Regions from separate parts of the Mus musculus genome. Here region 2 is linked to region 1. A link is a contact called in public HiChIP or PLAC-seq data. All regions are on one chromosome and are shown on one strand. Each heading gives the region's core, a stretch centred on a gene start, on an enhancer-like site or on the middle of the called end of the contact. The rest is flanking DNA. Distances are from core to core; before and after follow the strand shown. Region 1 holds the start of Adprhl2 (ADP-ribosylhydrolase like 2). Region 2 holds the start of Gjb3 (gap junction protein, beta 3).

The links. HiChIP or PLAC-seq counts read pairs in DNA pulled down with a chosen protein or histone mark.
Region 2: a FOXA1 HiChIP or PLAC-seq map of pancreatic cancer cells shows a contact between it and region 1. The contact joins the promoter of Gjb3 here to the promoter of Adprhl2 in region 1. A contact is called at or near these places in 2 of 39 promoter capture datasets (embryonic stem cells and pre-B cells) and 1 of 115 datasets of contacts at active chromatin or transcription factors (pancreatic cancer cells).

Annotation. Positions count from the first base shown.
Region 1 is chr4:126,317,543-126,324,310 of GRCm38.p6, forward strand. It overlaps Adprhl2 (ADP-ribosylhydrolase like 2), which reads right to left and starts at 4,161. Exons shown (of 6, transcript NM_133883.2): 1 at 3,900-4,161; 2 at 857-953; 3 at 442-649; 4 at 178-362. The coding sequence starts at 4,128. Tekt2 (tektin 2) reads right to left here. Exons shown (of 11, transcript NM_001357262.1): 5 at 6,688-6,768; 6 at 6,097-6,240; 7 at 5,815-5,929; 8 at 5,578-5,685; 9 at 5,278-5,421; 10 at 5,030-5,109; 11 at 4,579-4,877. The coding sequence ends at 4,664.
Region 2 is chr4:127,327,401-127,334,168 of GRCm38.p6, forward strand. It overlaps Gjb3 (gap junction protein, beta 3), which reads right to left and starts at 3,436. Exons shown (of 2, transcript NM_001160012.1): 1 at 3,102-3,436. Gm40251 (a long non-coding RNA gene) reads left to right here and starts at 1,963. Exons shown (of 4, transcript XR_868156.3): 1 at 1,963-2,735; 2 at 4,488-4,591; 3 at 4,942-5,064.

The DNA of each region.
Region 1 (6,768 bases), core at 2,911-5,410:
TTCTGTTGTCTGAGGCTCTGAGAGCCAGGAATCTTTTGAGGCAAAGGGGCCTCTTCTAACCACTCCATAAAGTTCCCAGTAAGAGTGGAGGGTTTGGCTTTGTGGCAATTCCACCCACCTACCCCTGCCCTGCACGCACTCTGACTTGCCTCGGACCTCGCTCCAGCCTATACTCACTCCTTGGCGTCCAAGACCGATTGGGCATCACCTTCCAGCTCCTCCATGTGGCCCAGAAGCTGCTCAAGGAAGTGCTCACTGGATGATACACCCTGCAGAGCAAGGTGCACAGCCAGGGCCTGCAAGATGGCACCGTTATAGCCCAGGGAAGAGGCGTGGGTCAGCTGGGCCGAGAGCCGGGCAAACTACGGAGAGGAGGAGCCACTGTCACATCTCTACAGGCAGAGTTGGGAGGGGGGACTCTGTGACCAGCCTGCCCAGTACCTTCTGTACATCTTGGACACTGCTATAGGCCAGCGAGATGCCTGCTACCCGCATGGCACCCCCATTGCCATAGGAACCCTTCCCGTTGAACTGGGCCCGGGCAGGCTCATAGACATCACGGCACTTGGGATTCAGGAGTTTCTTGAAGACAGTGATGACTCCGGCCCCATACCCTCTGTCAGGGTCCTTCTTGTATTCCTGGGCAAACCTGGTGAAGAGAAGGGAGGCAGATGAGAGTTTCAAATGTGCCTCTCGGGGCTAGAAGAAAAGGCTGGGCTGGGTTGGAAGGTGCTAGGTGCCTAGGGAGCCTGTACCAACAGTGTTGTCAAATGTTTGGCTTGGGGAGCAGATGTGAGCCAAGGAAAGGGTCCTGCTGAGGAAGGGGTGCTGAGTACATACAGGTCCTGCTCCTCACCTGTGAGCCATGTCCACCTCGTCGAAGGCCTCCTTGGCCAGCAGGGACTGCACCAGGGCCCTGGTCATGGCAGTGTCATCTGTGTAGTACAGTGTCTCTGCAAGGAAGAAGGTGGAGGGGTGAGAGCCACCCACAGGGCTGCGGTGGGTGGAATGAATGCTTGTTCCTCTTGGTGGTCCAGCAGCTGACCTCTACGATGACCTCATTGTGACCTCTTACCCCTTCCTCCTGAAAGCCAGGAAGTCTTCAGACCTCAGCCTTGGAACTTCAGCAACTGTTTCTAACAAGGCAGGCATGTATATACTGTATACACTATAGTGTAATACACTGTAGCTATCTTTAGACAGATCAGAAGAGGGCATCAGATCTCATTACGGATGGTTGTGAGCCACCATGTGGTTGCTGGGATTTGAACTCAGGACCTTTGGAAGAGCAGTCAGTGTTCTTAACCTCAGAGCCATCTCTCCAGCCCTGATTTCTGAAGGGAAACTTTCCACTCCCTTCCTCCCTCCCTCCTCAGCATCTTAGCCTGCTTGGACTATATGCTTTCCACCTCCAGTGTGGCTTTACGCACTGCCACAAATTCTTTTTTTTTCCGAGACAGGGTTTCTGTGTGTAGCCCTGGCTGTCCTGGAACTCGAACTCAGAAATCTGTCTGCCTCTGCCTCCCAAGTGCTGGGATTAAAGGCGTGCGCCACCACTGCCTGGCTGCCACAAATTCTTAAGTAGGACATTGCCTCCTTTTCAATTCATTCGATCTGTACACAAGTCTCTTCCAGTTTGCTCCCATCCTTTCCCATCTTCCATCTCATGGCTCCCCTGCAGGCTCAGGACCAATCAATCCTAGCACTTGGCTCAAACCCTTGCAGCTAGGTCTGCTCCCTACCCCCACCCACCTCATCTTCATCTCCCCTAGCTTCCGGTATTCTGGAATCGCCTCCTCCTTTCAGTTTGTGTTTGGATGGGTATGTCTGCCTTCATGCTCTTAACTGCTGAATTATCTCTGCAGCCCCCTTTGTTTCTGAGACAGAGAGGGTCTCACTGTCAGTAGTCCTATCTCGCCCAGGGCTGTGTAGACCAGGCTGACCTCAAACTTGCTGACATATTCCCACCTCTTTCTTGTAAGTGCTGGAGTGCTGGGGGGTGGGGGTGGTGGTGTCACATGTGTGTGGCACCACATTCATATTCTGGTACTTTTTTTTTTTTAACCCCTCAAGACAGGGTTTCTCTGTGTAGCCCTGGCTGACCTGGAACTCACTCTGTAGACCAGGCTGGCCTCAAACTCAGAAATGAACCTGCCTCTGCCTCCCGAGTGCTGGGATTAAAAGAGTGCGCCCAGCCCTACTCTGATACTTCTAACATGCCACACTCAAAGAGGCTACTAACCTGCTAGGACAGGACCTTTGCTTCACTGAGAGAAGACAGTTACAGAGAATGGACTCGTCTAATGAGTGCCTCCCGGATCCTTCAGATAGCCAGTCCACTCCCTCCTTGTTGTTCAAACTCCATTTCCCCTCTTCTCAGGTGGCCCCTGTGTCCCACGTTCATAGCTGTAAACACATTCCTAGTCTTTGCCAGCCTGGTCATAGGTAAAGGTCACCCTCGCTCACTGGGGTCAGGTGTTGCTCTTTGCCCTTCTCTCTATATGCTCAGCACATGTCTGTGAGTGAGGGGGCACTGTGTGTCCTCCCTCCTTTTGCTCTGTGCCCTGGTCTTCCTGAGGGAGCCGTTCTTCTTTAGTCCTAGCTGGAGGACTGACCTCCTGCCTAGTTAGACGGCAACTTGAAGGCATCCATCTCTTATTGCCAGTCCCTTATGTAGGACTGGGCTCCAGACTCAAGTTGCAATGTTCGTAGAGTTGGAGCAAAGGAGAATCTCTCTCGTTCTCTCTCTCTTTTTTTAAAGATTTATTTATTTGTTATATGTAAGTACACTGTAGCTGTCTTCAGACACCCCCAAAAGGGCATCAGATCCCACTGCAGGTGGTTGTGAGCCACCATGTGGTTGCTGGGATTTGAACTCAGGACCTCTAGAAGAGCAGTTAGTGCTCTTAACTGCAGAGCCATCTCTCCAGCCCCAAGGAGAACCTCTTCTGCAGTGTTACTGGGACCATACTGTAGGAAAAGGAGACTGCCAAAGTGAGCTCCCCCCAAAGGGAAACTCAAGGCCAAGAGGAACCAAGCAAGCTAGTTAGGAGTTGAACTCCTGGACTTAGCACTGCTGGAGGCCAGAACTTCCTTTGGACTCTGTCAGTTCTTTCCACTCAGACCCTCTTAAAATGTGTTTCCTGCAGCCACAGGGTCCCAACTACCACTCAACCTAAAACACACCTTTTTTTTTTCCATCTTACCAAACCATAATGAAATAAAATTTGTCTTATCTCTGCTTCCTTTAACACCCGTTTTCCATGTTCTCGACCAACTCGACATGGTTTTCTGGGTCCAGACTACCCTGACTTTTCTGTAACACACCAGTGTCCTAGTCTTGAAATTCTTTCCTCTGGTTTTGTTACCATCCTTCCTACTTCTCGGCACACCCCGTCCTTCCTCGCTCCTTCCCCTACCTCTAAATGCCTCTTAACTCGTGGAGTCCTCTGGGGTTCTGACGACGGCCCCCTTCTACTATGTTACATGCTCTTCAAGAAGAACCAAGTCTTCTACTGACATCTGACCTGGAATCTGAGGACAAGCTGCGTTTGCAAGCGAAAGGAAGGGACATGTCTTAACAGGCTAGGGACAGCCCTCGCCGACGCCCACATCGGGCCAGCAGTTTGAGAAAGCTGGTCACGACGGAACTGGCCACGCGGGAACTGGCTCTAGCCAAGGTTTTAGGCGAGGCCTGCGCTCTGAATGTGGTCATGGCTGGAGACCTACAACCACGGAGAGCTGGAGCAAACCGATTCGATCCAGGGGCCTTCAGCCTCGTGACTTCGTGGGAGCTCGCCGCAGGAGCCTCCACCTCGGCAGCCTAGTCTGCGCGCGCGCCCCCGAGTCTCGGTCCCCTCGCCCAGGGGTGGGGACCCGATCGGTGGTGCCCCGCCCACCTGTCCGCGCGCTGCCCGGCGTGCCCGGGTCCGGCTCCAGGCTCTCGACGTGACTCAGGACTGATGCCAGGCTGACGGTATCGTGTGCCTCGTAGACAGCGCCCACGCAATCTCCCAGCAGCGCGCCCGCCAGGCAACCTCGGAAGCGCGAGATGGAGCGGGCCGCACTTGCCCCGCCGCCCCCCGCCGCCGACATCGCTGTAGCTGCTGCCGCCGCAGCCACCGCCATCCGCGCGCGGACTAGTCGCCACTTCCGGCATCGATGCTGCCGCCTCTTTGGTCGTCTCTTCCCCGCGGCCCCACAGCGCCCCCTTGTGGCCCGGAGTCTCAGCCTACGTCCTACCCCACAGCGCCACTCAACGGCTGGGAGTCTCAGCGCCCCATAAGTACTCGCACGCTTCGCTTTGGCGCTCCCTACCTTCTCATTTGTAAATGGCACCACAAATGCGGCCGACAGCTCCCTAAAATCCCGCGGAGGACCCTTTGAAAAGCACCTGAACAAGAATGTTGCCCACTCAAAGCCACTGCTGCCCGCGGGCGATCACCTGTATCTTTACACCCGTATTCCTTCTGGAGTCGCTTTGGACTCGACCCCTATGAAGTCTAGGCGACTCCATCGCTCAAGTGGACTGTCTCACTCGGTCAGCCACTCTCATGGGGTAGCAGAAAAGAGCCTGGCTTGAGAACTCCATTTTTATTATTTTACTGTCCCCTCACTACTCCCCCCTCCCACCAATCTTGTGTCTTCCCTCAGCCGCCAAAGCCTAGGTTAGCTCCAGCTGGCAGATTTTGAGTGGACTCAGTGTGCGGTTTGTCGTGCGCGTGAAGGTGTCCACCTGGGGCACAAATTTCTCAGCCGGCACCGTCAGCTTGCGTCGGGTGTCCATACACTTGGTGTCCAAGAGCAGGGTGTTGGTCTTGCACGCGATATCAGCCTGTATCCGGGCCAGGTGCTTGAACAGGGCATCCAAAGCGTTCCTGTAACGCAAAGCATCGGGAGCTCAGAGCCCTACATCAGGCTGCAGGGGCCAGGACATCTCACCAGCATAAAGCCCAGAGAGACCAGCAGGCACTACGGCCCCATGGTTGAGCAGTGCCCCCCACTATTCCTGCCCACTCTCTAAACCTACTGTGTTTGGGCCAGCTTCTGCTTCATGGTATTGATGGTTGCCTCTAACTGGTGGACTTCATCAATGAGGCCATACTGTGTCTGAAGACAGAGGGGCAGGATGGGGTTTTCAGTTCAGCCGCAAGACCCTTCAGCTGGTCGCATAACTGCCTTGGACCAGAATGCTTGTTCCACAAGAAACGTGCGAAGAGGGGTAATACTGAGGTCTCCTTAGCAGACAGGGGTGGTCCCCACCGGGGCCCCTTGTACCTGGTCCCGGCAGAGCTCCACATTGGACCGGTAGGTTCTGGACTCCAGCCGGGTATGTGCAAGCTTCAAGTTCATCATCTTTCTACGCAGGTCCTCCTCCAGGCGCCGAATGTCTCCCTGCAGCTCGGCTATCTCTTCTAAGGTCTGTGGCAGACATTACTGTTCTCCACCGGCAAGACTCACACTAGGGCTCCCAACTGAAGCTTCAGGGCAGGGTTCCTTATGCCCTGCCTCACAGCATGGTGGGAAAGGCAGGGTGGTGGGGTTGGGGGAGGGTAAGGGGGTGGTGGTGACACTCACATTTTTCTCTTGCCACTTGAGCTCACTGTAAAAACTCTCCATTTCCCGAAGCCGCTTCCTGAAGGTGAATTCTGTTGCAACCCTCTGAGCGTCCAGTTCATTGTTGGTCTGCATGAGGAGGGTGAGCCAGGCCAGAAGAGGGTGTCATGGCCTTGTGAGATTGCTGTTTGAAGTCAGGGAAGGGCTAACATGTGGTCAGTGTGGAAAGAAAGACAGAGGTGAGTTGGGCTTAGTCACCTGAGCAATAGCTAGGGCAATGGCTTCCCTCAACTCTATGGACGCTTTCATTTCGGCCTCTGCCCGGTTCTTGTTGAATCGAGTAAATTCATCCCACTGCTGCAGTGTGGTGGAGCTGTGGAGGCAAGCAAACAATGGGGGTCACTGGGGCACACAAGGAAACGATGGGGTCACAGGGACACACAAGGAAACAATGGGGTCCTAGGGACACACAAGGAAACAATGGAGGTCACAGGGACACACAAGGCACACAGAAAGGACTGACTGAAACACTGGTCTTACTCTTTGGGGATGCGTGTGGGGTTGACTTTCAGAGAGATGTTTGGGGAAGTGAGGTTGAGAGAGAGGCAGCCCCTGTCGATCTCCAGTGTCTCCATTTTGTCCCGGTGGTCAGAGTTGAGTTGCTGCCGAATTTCCTGCAGGAGACTGGAGAAGGAGAAGACACTGGAGCCATGGCTCCCAAGGACCAGGACGCGAGCCTCACTGGACTGCAGGGATACTGAAGGTTTGTGGTATGTGTGTGTGCGCGCATGCTTGTGTGTGTGTGTGTGTGTCTGTGTGTGATGCATGTGCTGCTGCATCTAAGACAGAACAGCCTTATGAGTGTCCCTCAGAGTGTACCTCAGTCACAGGTATGTGACTTCACATGCACGCATGAACATTTACAATAAGGGGGCCAAGATCAATGGTGGAACTTTCAGCCGCGGAACAAAGGCTGCCTAGGTTCCTGACAATGAGTAGGCCTTGGAAAGCAAGTCCTAAATGACCAATATCTCCTGCCAGAAGGCTGTGAGGGACAGAAAGTATCATCCAGCAAGTCCCATGATGCCCCCGGGTGCATGTGAGTGTGCTCCGGTCGCCCCCCCGCCTCACCAGAGGTGCTGGAAGGCCTGGCTGATCTTCTCCTGTAGGACCTTCTTGGTGGCTTCAATGACTTCCACCTCTTTCAGCAGC
Region 2 (6,768 bases), core at 2,186-4,685, 1.0 Mb after region 1:
ACTCACCCAAAGTCACCGAGCCAGAGTGCAGTGGCACACAATGACCCTTTACTGTGAGTCAGGGACTCAATATGCAGATTCTCACTTAACACTTCATCAGGGTATCCTTAAGTGGATCCTGCTCCCCTCCCAATTTATAGATGGAGAATCTGATAATCAAACGACAGTGACGGGCAAGGCACAGAGAGCTCACAATAAGTGATAAATGCTGGTGACTCATTACTGCAGGGTGCAGGAAGCCAGGCACTCGCTGCTGAAGAGATTGGACTTAGGTCCATGTACTCCTCCACCTCCCATCCCTTCCCGAGGCCCACCCAGACCACGGGGATGGGGGTGGGGTGTTTCCCCACCTCTTTTCTTTTCAGACAGCATCTCAGACTAGCTTTGAGCTATGTGGCCCAGGAGAACCCCGAAATTCTAACCCTCCATTCTTTTCTTCCTGAGTGCTAGTATTACGAGAGTGTATCACCATGTCCAGTTTTATGCCATATTGAGGCTGGAAGCCCAGGCTCTGGGCATTCTACCCAAGTACTGAGTTACATTCTGAGCCACAAGCCACGGTTTTTGAAAATTACTTCCTCATTGATGTCGCAACAGCATCCTGCAAACTTGGGGGTTGTGAGCCCCAGGAGACTGAGACTAGAGAAGACCTGTTAACTGGTTTTTTGTTTGTTTGTTTTAATTTTAATTTTATGTGCATGAGTTTTGCCTGCATGCATTTCTATGCTCCGCATGTGTGCCTGGCGTCGGTGGAGGCAGGAGTTGGGTGTCAGGTCCCCTGGAACTACAGTTACAGAGGGTTGTAAGCTGCCTCGTGGGTACTGGGATCAAACCTAGGTGCTTTGGAAGAGCAGCCGGTGCGGTGCTCTTAAACGTTTAGTCTCCCCAGATCTGAAACCTGCTAATGTTACAATCAGTGGCAGTAAAGACAGGGAGGTTTGCGTCAGGAGAGAGATGCAGAGGGGTTTGGGTCTGTTTCCCGGGAGAGACCAAAGTTCATGTGGTTATGTAGAGACAGCAGGGCTTGGGGGATTCTAGCCAGCCCGAGCAGTGCTGTTAGCCATGGCTTTGTAGGGCTAATGGGTCAGAGACCTCATCTTCCTTCCGTTCTAAGTGACTCAGAGGGTGTAGACAGGTGGATCTGCTGAGAGTCCCTGGGAATGGCATGCAGATAGGGGTGTGAGAGTATGTAGCTCTCCCCGAGCCTGTGTGGACCTGGATGTACACGTGAGTGCTTCCAAGTCTGTTGGGATGCCTGCTGGATCACCAACCACCTCAGCCCAAGCTATATCCTTGTCCATCTTCCCGCCTCGGTCCTTCATAGGCCTTTGAGATATTCTCTGCACTCTGTAGCTCATGAAATCATGGTTACATCCCTCCCTTCTTAAAACTTGTTACTAGGGGCTGGAAAGATGGCTTGGTGGTTAAGAGCGCTGACTGCTCTTCCGAAGGTCCTGAGTTCGAATACTAGCAACCACGTGGTGGCTCACAACCATCCGTAAGGAGATCTGGAGCCCTCTTCTGGAGTGTCTGAAGACAGCTACAGTGTACTTACATATAATAAATAAATCTAAAAAAAAAAAAAAACCCAAAAAACTTGTTACTAGTTCTTACCTCCAAACCCAAGTCTATAGTCCCGGCATTCCCCAGCCCCCTGACACACACATACTCTTACCTTGCCTCTCTCTGCTCAGACCTGGCCTTGATTCCTCCCGCCTGGAATGCTCTTCCTTTCTACCCTACTCATTAAGGAGGCATCTCTGTTCCAATATCCCCTTAGGGTCTGTTCTCAAATTACTTCGAGTCTGAACCCGCCCTGGTCAGTCTGTTCCTGTTTCCCTTGGTTTTAGTAGCCCTCAAACTCAATTTGCAATTTAAACCTTGGTCTTTTGTTTGTTTGTTTTTGTTCCCATTTATCATCTGCCTGTCCAATTAACATGCCTACTTGACTGGCTGGCTGCTTCAAGTTTGGTATCACTCAGTGTTCATTCAGTAGGCACTGGATTTGCACACTCAATTCAGAGCTTGAGAGTGGAGTTCTCAGAGAGGCTGTGGGAGGGCTGGGCAGAACGGCAGAGGACCAACCGAGCCAGGAATTAGATGGCAGTATTGCTGCCCTCCACAGGGTCTGTCTTTTGAGAATCTCAGTTCTCGACTAGATGGGGGTATCTGGGAAGCCCTAGAGCGTGAAGACCCTTATGGGTTTGGTCCTGGCACTTACTTTTAAACCTTCCAGGGAGGGCCAAAGATTAGCACCTGGATTCTGACCCCCCAGGAAATGCCAGGACTGCGTTTACTAGCTGGGAGAAATCCAAGAGAATTCTGTAATGTCGCTAACCCTGTTCCTTATCTCTTATCTTGGATTACTGCAAGAATCTTCGACTGTTCCCTCCCCAGCCGGCTCTTCCTGGGAGTGCTCAAGGAGAGTGAAGGGGAGGAGGAGTTCCTTCCACCCGGTACCCCCTAAGGATGCCACGTCTGGGGCTCCCCATTTTGGTGCAGGCTACCTAGTCCCTTCTAAGACACACCCCGAGACAGACTCACCTGAAAAGAATTTCTCGCCTAGCCCGTGCTGAGGACTGGCAGAGCCGGTTCTGGATCCCCTGTTGCCCCCCAACTCCCGTTTCCAGCTACTAGAACGATTATTACTATTTTTTTAATCCAGTTTTTATCCAGCTGCGGGACCCAACCGCTCCATCTCTTTCTACCCCGCAGCACTGTGGCTGGCCCCAAAGGTATAGCTCCCCTCTTGGGCCCCGGGCCCCGTTTCCTTCCTTTCTAGACAGTTTGGGAGCTTTGTGAACCTGTGACTCGCGCGCGCGCGCGCGCGCGTGCGGGTGTGTATGTCCCCTTCTGTGAACCTTCCAGTGTCCGGAACCGCCACCTGCTCCAGAATGCTGGTGTATGTATGAGTGTGTGGGGTGGAAGTGGGAGTGGGGGCGGGGAGCAGAGCTTTGGGTTAGGGTGCTCCTTCCCTGCGCTTCTGCAGCATTAAATCTCCATGCTGGGCGCGTGGGCAGGCCCCAGTCCAGCCCCCCAGGGGATCCCCATAGAGAGGGGTTCTCAGCTGCCTTGGATTGTCGCCCCTTCCCGGTACTTACAGTCAGCGGCGCCGCCACCGTGGGAGCCTGGCTCCACGTGCCCAAGACCCACAGCAGAGGAGGAACGAGGCGGGAGCCAAGCCGAGCTCTGTGGCCTCGGTGAGGCTCCTGGCCAGCACAGCCAGAGGCAGCGTGGAGGAGGGGCGGCCGGGGAGGAGCCCGGAGTCGCCTCAGGGATGCAAGTTCTAATCCAGGAGCAGCTGCGCTGACTAGGGAACAGCAGGCTCCTTTGCGGAGGCTCCGCGTGCTCGCCTGTGGAATGGGGGCATTGGTGGCCACTGGCAGGGCTGTTGCAAGGACTGCAATGACATTAGGGTGTGAAACACCTTGCAAACTGTTAAGTGCCGTGGCAGTAGGGATGGCAATAAATGACACGCCTACGCTGGTTACCACGGATACCCCGTCTGCGCCCTGCCCATTTGGATCCCAGCCTGCTGCAAAGTTTCAAAGTTTTCGTACGCTCTTGGGGGCCCCCCTCCCGCCCTGTTTGCATCCCTGATGGCATTTTCCAGGGAGGCAGTGTATCTTTGAGACAGTCTTTCGGGGCTCACACTGTGCTGGCCACCGGAAGGGACACAACCAGGAAAAGAAATCTCAGGGGCAAGGATGGTGTTTGGAGAGATTTTAGATGACCCAGTCTGCCCAAAGGAGTGTGAAGCAGGGTGGGAGGCCCAGCTTGTGAAGGGTGGGAGACCTGCGCTTGAGGGGCTCTGGAGACTAAGATGTTCAGTCTTATTCGTGGGCCAGGACTGAGATCCTAAAAGCCCTATCGCCCCAGGAACGGAAATCCAGGGTTTCCCTGGGATCCCCAGATCTTACTCACAACCTTGCCCGAGGCTTCACTGTCTAGACAGAGATGACTGATGCCCGACCCTGGTAACCATTCATTCCACTTGCTGGGACGATATCCATTGATGCGGGCTTCTGATCTACAAAAGGCAGCCTACATTAGGAGGCTCTGTTACTGTCTCCTACTACCCAGAAGGATTCCCGTTCGCCTGAGCGGAGCGCCTGAGACAAGGTTGCTTCTCTTAGGAGCTGCATATCATTCATACAGCACGCAAAGGAAAGATCTCTGATCTACATTGAAAAGAGAAAAGGAGAGGCCCCGAGATAAACCCAGGGACACATAGAAGTAACAGAGCCAACTCCAGGGACCTCAGTGACGTTGGCATTGGCTACGGCAAAGCCCTGTGGCAGAGGCTACCTTGTGCTTGCTATGGGCAGAGCAATTATCAGCACTATGGCTGGGCAGTGCCAGTTTTGTTGTTGTTGTTTTTTTTTTTTTTTTTTTTTTTTCTGGATGACTCTGCTAATGTGCCTGGGTGATGGGATTGGGGGACCCTGACCCTGCCACCTGCTGCTCATTCTCAATTATTTCCCTAGACTTCAGAGCAAAATGCCTGGTCCCATTTCCTCACCTCCCACTCATGCTTCAACCCACCAGAAGATTTCTGTCCCTGCTGTGCTACAAGAAAAGCCTTGTCAAGGTAACTCTGATCTCCACGATGCTAAATCCCACACAGTAATAAATCCGTGACCTCCTGAAACAGCTGTCACAGAGTCCCGCCTTTCTTCTTGAAGCACCTTCCACCCCCAGCTTCCTTGACACCCATCTCATTTCCTGGTCCCTGGGATACCTTCCATCAGGCCTGTACTGTGGGTGCTCTGGGCCAGGCCCAGCATCTCCTGTCCCAGGTGAGCTCACCCAATCCTAGGGCCCTACCACCCATTCACTGACATGCTCCTGTGTTCACGGCTGGCACTAACAAACACTAGATTGTGCAACCACGACTGCCCACATGTCCACCAGGCTAATAGGTTCTGGTTCTCCTTCCAGAATAACCTGTACATGTTCAAGTATGAGGAGACTTCCTATAACCCATGGAGGGTGCCGTGTGTGCTGCTGTGGGCTTTGTTCCTGCCGGGAGACGGAGTGCTCTCTTTTGCCGTTTTTAAAGAGGTGAATTGTGTTTATACTATAATATGTCCTAAGTCCATCTCACATTGACAGGAGCTAAGGCCGCTTCCAGTTCTTCCTTTGAGGGCTAGGCATATGTGGCTCAGTTGACAGAGCACTTACCAGTCCTTCCCACCCCCTCGTGCTTGCTCTCTCCCATTGTCCCCTCCCTCTTCTTTTCTTTCCCTTCCCACTTATCCTTTCTCCTTCCTCCTATTGCAACACATTTCCTTAAATAAATACTATTTGACCTATCTTATTTCTCTGTCTCTTTCTGTTTGTCTCTCTCTCTCTCTCTCTCTCTCTCTCTCTCCCCCTCTGTGTGTGTGTGTGTGTGTGTATACATTTGGGAAAATGCATGCTTGCTTGAATCAAGGTCAGAGGACAACCTTGAGTGGCAGGCCTCTTGTTTACTGCTTTGTGTACCAGGCTGGCTGGTCTGTGAGCTTTCAGGGAGTCTCCTGCCCACCTCCCTGCCCCCAGCAGCGGTGCTGGGATTACAGATGTGTGTTTGGTTTTGTGTGGGTCTGGAGGATCTGAACTTGGATCCTCATGCTCGCTCTACAAGTTCCTTCCATACTGAGCATGTCCTCAGCCTGAACTCATTGAAAATGGTGTCCACAGGAGCTGGTGGACTAAGGTGACGGCTGGTACTGTTTTGATAGATATTGCTAAGTCCCCCAAGGATGCATTAGTTGGCATTACCAGGACGCATTAGCCTGTGCTTTTCCCAGTCCTCACCAGAGCATTATCAAATGTCATGATTATTGCTACATTGTATTTCCATTTTGTTTCTCTTAAGAGATTCTAGTCTTTGAATGTGTGGAAGAGCTGTTTTGTTGTTAGCCCCCCCCCCCCACACACACACAAACTTTTCTTTGCCTTTGTCCATTTCCTACAGGTAACTGCCCTTTTTTGTTTATTTCTTGGAGATTCTTTACATATTAGGGAAATGATCATAGTGTCTATAAGTAGAATTCTCCCTTCGGTTTGAAAATTGTGTTTTGACTTTGTATATACATTTTTAATTAAAAATGAAGTGATATATTTTGATCATGTTTTCTCCCCTCCCTCAGCTCCTCCCAGGTCCTCCCCACTCCGATAATCAAAGCAACAACAGAACTCCCATTAAAAATAGAAAAATGAATGAACATACATACACACACACATACACACATGCGCGCACACACACACACACACACACACACACACACACATTGAATTTGTTTTGTGTTTTGTCAAACTACTCCTGGGCAAGGGTCCTACCCTTTAGAGAAGTTTTGCCAGTGGCTATCAATTGCACATGTGTTTTTTGCCATGCAGAATTAAACAATTTTTTATATAGTCAGAAGTATTAATCTTAGCTTTATGGTCTCTGGGTTTGGTCATGATTAGAAATGCTTTTGCTTCTCTGAGAACTGACATAAGGGTTTCTGCCATAGTTTCCTCAAGTCAGTGAGCTAATGATATAAGTCGGATCACGATGCTCCCTACTAAAAAGCCTCACAGTAAATGTTACAGTTAGGGGTCAGTAACTTTAGACTACTATTCACTCTCCTGAAGTTGTCTCCAAGGAGACAAATAAGCTCTGTCTCCTGTCTCTTTGATCACGCCTCTTCAGTCAGTCACACTGTCGGGACCCTGTGATACAGAGAGCCCTCAGGGAAGCTGCATTCACACCCACCTTCTGGCTTTCTCACTTGCTGC